2 separate regions of the Mus musculus genome follow, and region 2 is linked to region 1. The links are chromatin contacts, called in public Hi-C maps. All regions are on one chromosome and are shown on one strand. Each heading gives the region's core, a stretch centred on a gene start, on an enhancer-like site or on the middle of the called end of the contact. The rest is flanking DNA. Distances are from core to core; before and after follow the strand shown.

Evidence for each region. A called contact is a pair of places that touch in the nucleus more often than the background predicts.
Region 2: a Hi-C map of rod photoreceptor shows a contact between it and region 1, with 4 times the contacts expected there. The contact joins two enhancer-like sites. A contact is called at or near these places in 5 of 39 promoter capture datasets (HPC-7-derived erythroid cells, hippocampal neurons, neural stem cells and 2 more), 1 of 15 datasets of contacts at CTCF or cohesin (large pre-B cells), 14 of 484 Hi-C or Micro-C datasets (the AML12 cell line, the N1E-115 cell line, cardiomyocytes and 9 more), 4 of 115 datasets of contacts at active chromatin or transcription factors (embryonic basal ganglia, forebrain, oligodendrocyte precursor cells and 1 more) and 3 of 9 other capture datasets (adipose tissue, embryonic stem cells and pancreatic islet).

What each region holds. Positions count from the first base shown.
Region 1 is chr9:45,415,419-45,418,490 of GRCm38.p6, forward strand. It overlaps 4833428L15Rik (RIKEN cDNA 4833428L15 gene), which reads right to left. Exons shown (of 5, transcript NR_040732.1): 5 at 1,208-1,977. Among named protein-coding and RNA genes, the nearest start is that of Fxyd2, 11 kb to the left of the region's middle. Within about 2 kb of position 1,778, at least 51 of the 459 cell types and tissues checked have an H3K27ac peak or open chromatin away from gene starts, as enhancers often do. A contact at or near this core is called in the N1E-115 cell line, cerebral cortex and rod photoreceptor, where this site is marked.
Region 2 is chr9:45,544,524-45,547,690 of GRCm38.p6, forward strand. The region is part of intron 3 of Dscaml1 (DS cell adhesion molecule like 1); the gene reads left to right. Among named protein-coding and RNA genes, the nearest start is that of Gm22069, 89 kb to the right of the region's middle. Within about 2 kb of position 1,643, at least 49 of the 459 cell types and tissues checked have an H3K27ac peak or open chromatin away from gene starts, as enhancers often do. A contact at or near this core is called in the N1E-115 cell line, cerebral cortex and rod photoreceptor, where this site is marked.

The DNA.
Region 1 (3,072 bases), core at 528-3,027:
TTTGTCAGTAGACCTGTTGAGGACGGGTGGCCCAGTGGGTTAGATCCCACGCTGTGACCCTAACAGCTCTGGCAATGCAGTGGCAGAAATTAGGCCCATGTGCCTCAGGGAGTGTTGCTGGTTAATTTTTTGTCTACTTGACACAAGTTAGAGTTATCTGGGAAGAGGGACCTGTAGGCATGTCTGCGTGGCATTTTCTTGATGACTGGTTGATATGGGAGGCCCAGTTCACTGTGGGTGGGATCATTTCTGGGCTGCATAAGAAAGCAGGCTGAGCAAAAGCCATGGGGAACAGGCCAGTAAGCAGAGCTCCTCCATGGCCTCTGCTTCAGTTCCTGCCTCCAGGTTCCTGCCTTGACTTCTCTCAGGGGTGGACTGTGACCTGGAAGTGTAAGCTGAATAAACCCTTTTCTGTCTCCGGTTGTCTTTTACCACAGCAACAGCAAACAACCCTCCCCTGAGCTCTGCCTACATATCAGAGAGCAAGAAGCCCAGGCTGGAAGACACTGTGTGTCCTTTCAGGGAGGTCTCAGAGTTGGATATGTACACAATTGGGATGGGACGGAACAGGTTGCATCTTGCCTGTGAGCACAACTTTGAATGGTAGAGAATCAGGCCAATTTTCAGCACAGCCTCCAGTGCTGCTGTTCTGTCCTTAGACACAAGGGGACGCCACATAACCAGCTTCTCAGTTTCAAGGTTCACTGAGGACTATGTGATCAGCAGGAGCCGGGAAAGCTGGGATGTAGACTCCCCAGAGATGGAGAGGTGCACTCTGCCCTCCACAACCATCCATTTGGGGGGGGTGGACATGACAGTTCAACCTCCTGGCCATGTGTAAGCTCCTGCTCGCCCAACCCTTCACCAAATGGGGCAGAACCCTGATGTCACTGTCTGCATAGACTCTCTCATCATCACCCCAATCTAAGCAGGTCTAGAAACATGGCTGTCATCTGGACTTAGTACTTCCCTTCCCCCAGATCCTGCACGGCAGAGATGGGACGCGGTGTGGAAACAGACCGTGATAGGTAGGTCTCAGCCCATCAGCTGGACAGTAACAGGGAAATCCTTCCGTAGTCCTGTGCCTCAGTTTCCTCATCTGTGAGATGAGCATTATAAGCCCCATTATTAGGTTGAGTGAGATCAGGGATATTAAACAACGCCATCAATCGCTACCAAACAGAACGGGACTTGGTGAGAGACAAGGCAAGATCAACCCAGGTCTTTAATCAAGGATTTGAGTAGCCAACTACAGTGTACTCATGTACATACATACAATAAATAAATAATTTTTTAAAAAGCACATGAGAAACCTACAGAGGATCCCCTGGGGCAAATGCCCCCAAGCACCATGGGATACTGCTTACATCTAAGTCTTGGGGCTGTTTTTTTCCCAATCCATGCATTTGAGTGCGCGTACGTGTGTGACTCACGTGCGTGCATGCATGTGTGTGTGTGTGTGCGTGCTCGAGCATGTGTGTGTGTCTGTGTTCATTCTTGTAAGTGGGATTTGGCTCTGATCTAGGTGAACCCTCTCACTGAAAAGCAGACTTTGAGAGCTGGAGGGAGATGCCCTCAGATAACAGTAGGTCTCCTGCCGCTCCTAGAGCATCTTGTCCCTTTACTTTTTCCCAAGGGCCAAGGACAACTGTGACCTCTGGTCTCCTGAAGACCAGGCCAGCAGGGAGATGTCTCAGCACAGTGTCCAGAACAGTCAGGAGACTAGAGTTACACCCTATTGTGGACCCCAAGCTCTGCCCTTTGGTGTCTGTGTAACATCAGCAACCGCTTGGTTTCCAGAGCCTCAGGTTCCTCGTCTGTAGAACAGGAATATTGACTGGCCCTAGGGTCTGATGCAAACACATTTCAAACGAAAGCTTCACTTGCGATCCAAGTAGCGTCAGGTCAATCAAGATAAATCTGCACGGGAGTGGAGGGAAGCTTCATTCTGTTCTCCCAGGTCTGGTAGGATTGAAACTGAAAGAAAACCTCACGGTTACTACCCATACTGCCCACAGGTTTTTAGTGCTCAGTCTTTAGGTGACACCTGCTGGCCATAATAGGTACTGTATGCCCTCCCCGTACCCCACTCTCGCACCTCCATTCTGGCCAAACTACTGAGAACACTTACTTAGCTCTCTTTGGTCTCTTCGGCATTTCTTGCTCTTAGACTGGGAAGGGCAAAGAGTCCTTTCTTCCCAGGCAGAGACTTCCCCTCCTCCCCTGCCCCAAAGCAGGAATGAACAGGACTTAAGGCTGGAGTGTGAGTTTAGGGCCAACCTGGTCTAGAAAGACTTGTGCTCACAGCAACAATCCCATCAGGCAGAAGACCAGAATATCCAGCTGTCTCTGTCTCCAGAAAAGCCAGACTGAGGGAAGAGGTTCCAGGCACAGAGGCATAGAAGACTCAGAGCAGTTAGCTACTCAGTGGTCAGTGCTTTAGGATAAGTGGTCTCATGACCCACATCTATGCCCAAATACCGGGGTGTTTGGAAGAGTGGGTGAGAGAGGGGCAGGATGGGGGTGTCCCTAGCCTAGGATACGTCTGCCAGGAGGACCAAAGTCTACTGATGATGTCATATAATGCAAGAGATTTTCTTCACATCAGTTCAAGGTGCACAAGAGGATGTCTCAGTGGATAAAGGCGTGGTGGGAGAGGAGACTCCTGAACATTGTTTTCTGACCCTTACAATAACACATAGCATAAAAATGTAAAAATCCAAGACGGCCCGGTGCTGCCGGGAGCCGGCCAGGTGATCTGGCACACCGCTCTCCCTGCTTGTGCATGTTTGAAATGTTCTATGTCAAATCTGCTCTGGAGAGGTGACAGCAAACGCTGCTGCCTGCCACCGCTGGTGACCAGGCAAAGGTCACCAGCGGGGTGGGGACAGGTCAAGCTGTTTCTCTGATCCTCTGCTGAATGATCTGTAGAATGGGAGTGACAGGCATGAAGCTGTGATAATGATGCCACGTCCTGAGGGAGGGCCTGAGTGTGGCAACGAGCCACCACCAGGGCCTGTTACAGTCATCACCATGGGTGGCTGTCCATGGCTCTGGCTGGAGTTTGCCAAA
Region 2 (3,167 bases), core at 393-2,892, 130 kb after region 1:
ACACCAGGCAGCAGCCATGCCCAAGGCTTTGTCTTGGCCTCCATGGAGAGTTGGGAGATGAACCCCTAGGAGATGAGCCTCAGGCTAGGATTTAGCTCCATTGGTACAGAGCTTGCCTAGCTGGATTCAGTTCCCAGCACTGCATTAATTGAGCCAGGTGGTGCACTATGACCTCAGCACTAGAGAGGTAGAGGCAAGATGATCAGGATTTCAAGGTCACTGTTGGTTAGCTACAATATAAGCTTAAGACTAGCCTGAGCTACATAAAACTGTTTCAAGAAAGACACACACAAACACACGAGAACGAGAGAGAGAGAGAGAGAGAGGAGAGAGAGAGAGAGATCAGCCTTATAGACTACCCATCTACAGAGTGGAAACCATTTTTGTGGTCTCTGTATGCTTTGAGAACAACGTGGTAAAGAGATGCCTGTTGGCATGTGTGGCTTACAGACCCCAAGTCCTTCATGTACATTGTCTTAACACCCTTACCACAAACCGCAGGAGGGGAGCCGCTTCCATAAAGAGAAACAGAGTAGACAATAACTTTTCCAAGGTCACACAGCGTAGATTGAGTCCTGGCAGGTGGCTCTGACATCTGTTCCCTTAACCACTCCACTGTCTGCCTGATGAAATATTTTACATTCCAAAATCTATGCCTATGTGGCCCTTCCTTTCCCAAGCAGCAGACCAGCGGCCAGGGCAGATTTGCTCCATTTATAAATGTTTAAGCACAAGCTCAGACAGGTTGTCTGACTTGCCTGAAGTCACAGAGCAGAGCTCAGAGCCCAGGCAGAGGAGATTTTTGGAGAGTTCTCTTTATCCTGTACAGGCCATAGCAACGAGAGGTGCTTGTCCAGGAGCCTTGGGCATGGCTTAGGGCTGTGGATCTGTGTCATGGTAGAATACAGGGTAATGACTCAGTCACTATTCCCAGAGAGGGTTTGGCCCCTGGAATATGTGACACAACATAAGGAACAGGGAACCCCTGCCATGATGCCATTTGGACCCATCCTCCGAGAGAATCATGGCAATTCCACCCAGTCCATCAGAAATGTCTCTGTAGAACCAACCTCCTTCCTTGTCATAGAATGAGGCGTGGCTCAGCACCCTCAGAAAAGCTCCAAACTCCCTGGCTCTGAGGGTGAAGTTTCACTCTGGAGTCCTCAGGCTGGAGATGTGTTTGGCAGCCTATGACCTCTTGCACTGTGAGGCCAGATCATAGGTGTGGAGTGGAAGTGGCCAGAGAACACACAGAGGTCCTCATGGGTACCAGCTAACATAGCTGTTTGGTACATGATGCTGTTCTTGCTTCCTCTAGTGGACAGCATTCTGGGTAAAGCTTACAATATCTGTGTGTTGTGGGGGTTGCAATATCTGTGTGTTGTGGGCGGCCAGGGAGCCAATGGCATGAGTGAGTGAGGAAGACGGAGGGAAGAAGGTAGAACACTGTGCTTCTAATGGAGTCTGTTTCTGGGCACCTTCTTCCTGGGCCAGCTTTAACCACACGTGTGAGGGGAAATACAGATAGAGATAAATAAGTGTAAAGGCTGAGTTCCAGGACAGCAGACACGGCTGGGGAAGGAACCAGAGTTCTCTCCCCAGGCAGCTGTCCGGGTTGGAGTTTAATAGTTAATAAAGGCTTATTGTGCACACACACAGCTGGGGCCAGCAAACAGAGCAAGTCATACGCACACCCCCCACGCACCCCGGGATTGGGGGAGCTTATCTCTCTCCAGCTTTGCCCCTCCCCCATGGCGATCACAGGCTGATTAAACCAGACTTCCAGGCCATGGATCCAATTAGAGAGGGCGCGGAAGGCTTGGATGCTACCAATGACTGCCCAGAATCATCAAGTAATCCTTAATCTTTCGGATTTACTTCCCCAGGCTCAGGGCATGTGGTAGGGGAAGAAAGAGAGGATGAGGATGGACCTGGACCAGCTTGTGCAGGGAGCGGGGGTGGTGGTGATGAGGGGACAGAAATGCTGAGCATCAGCTCCTGAGCCCTATGGCAGGCACTAAAGGAGGAGAGTTGAAGGATGCTCGATCTGTCTAGCAAGATGGAAGGAAGGCCATGAGGCAGGGTTCCCTCCTTTGTGGGGCTGACGTCTCTTCCAGGGGAAGTCCACCCAGGAGCTGGCTCAGGAAGGGGTTTATTGTAAACAGAGACACCGGCACAGATCTTAGGGAAGTAGAGGATCCTTCAGAAATCATTGCTGTCTGGCTTTGGAATGTATTGATTTTGCTCCTAGACAGTTCGCCTCCCTAATTCCTCTTGGCTTAAGTAAGCAATACAGAACCTGTTTGCCTGTTTTGATCTCATCTCTGCTGGTGGCAAGGGGCAGGGGCCTCACATGCTCGCTCGCTCGTACACTGGCTGGAGAGGAAGGGACTGGGTTTACAACTTGTCTGCAGAGATCCACAAACACAGAAACTGCTTGTCCTGGGGAACTGGGTCAGCGCTGGAGAGCATGAATGTTCTAGGCAGGGTAGACACCAGCAAGATGTCTGGGGCTTCCAAGAGGACTTTCTACTTGACACTAGGGGACAAAGGCTCGCTGCCATGGCTCCTCTTTCACTTCCTAATTCCTTACAGAGGTGAACCCAAAGCATCCATCCCCCTTAGCTGGCATAAAGATGGGGTTACTCATTCTGTCTAGGCAGTAGTTGCAAAGTTTGTGACATACTAGGTCCAGAATGACAGCACAGTTAAGTCTCACAGGGCCTGGAAGGGTGGAAAACAGCAACAACGTTGAAAACAGAGGCCATTGACCAACAGCCAAGCATGACTATGTGACTTGTTCACCCAGGATGCTAGAGGCTTATTCTGAGCTCGTTCCTGTGGCCTCTCTGAGAGTTGCAGGAAACTCTCTGGCTGAGCTCTCCCGGGGATTACATCTGCTTTTTGCAACTTCTTCCTTCTCTTTTTGCCAACTGTAGAACTCTGGTGTAGAAAGCTACGCATGCCTCTGTGAACCTTTGTTCATGCAAAAGCCACGTGTGGGTGCCAAGAAGTGGCACCCCACCCACAGGACACATGCCCCTCTGGAAAGGGTATGGAGCCAGGAGGCCACAGGTTAGCTGTCATCCTTGCTTCAGACACCAATCCTCTGTTCTGTTGGATGAGACCAGCCTCATGGAAGCCTGGCCTCTTCATCTACAAAACTG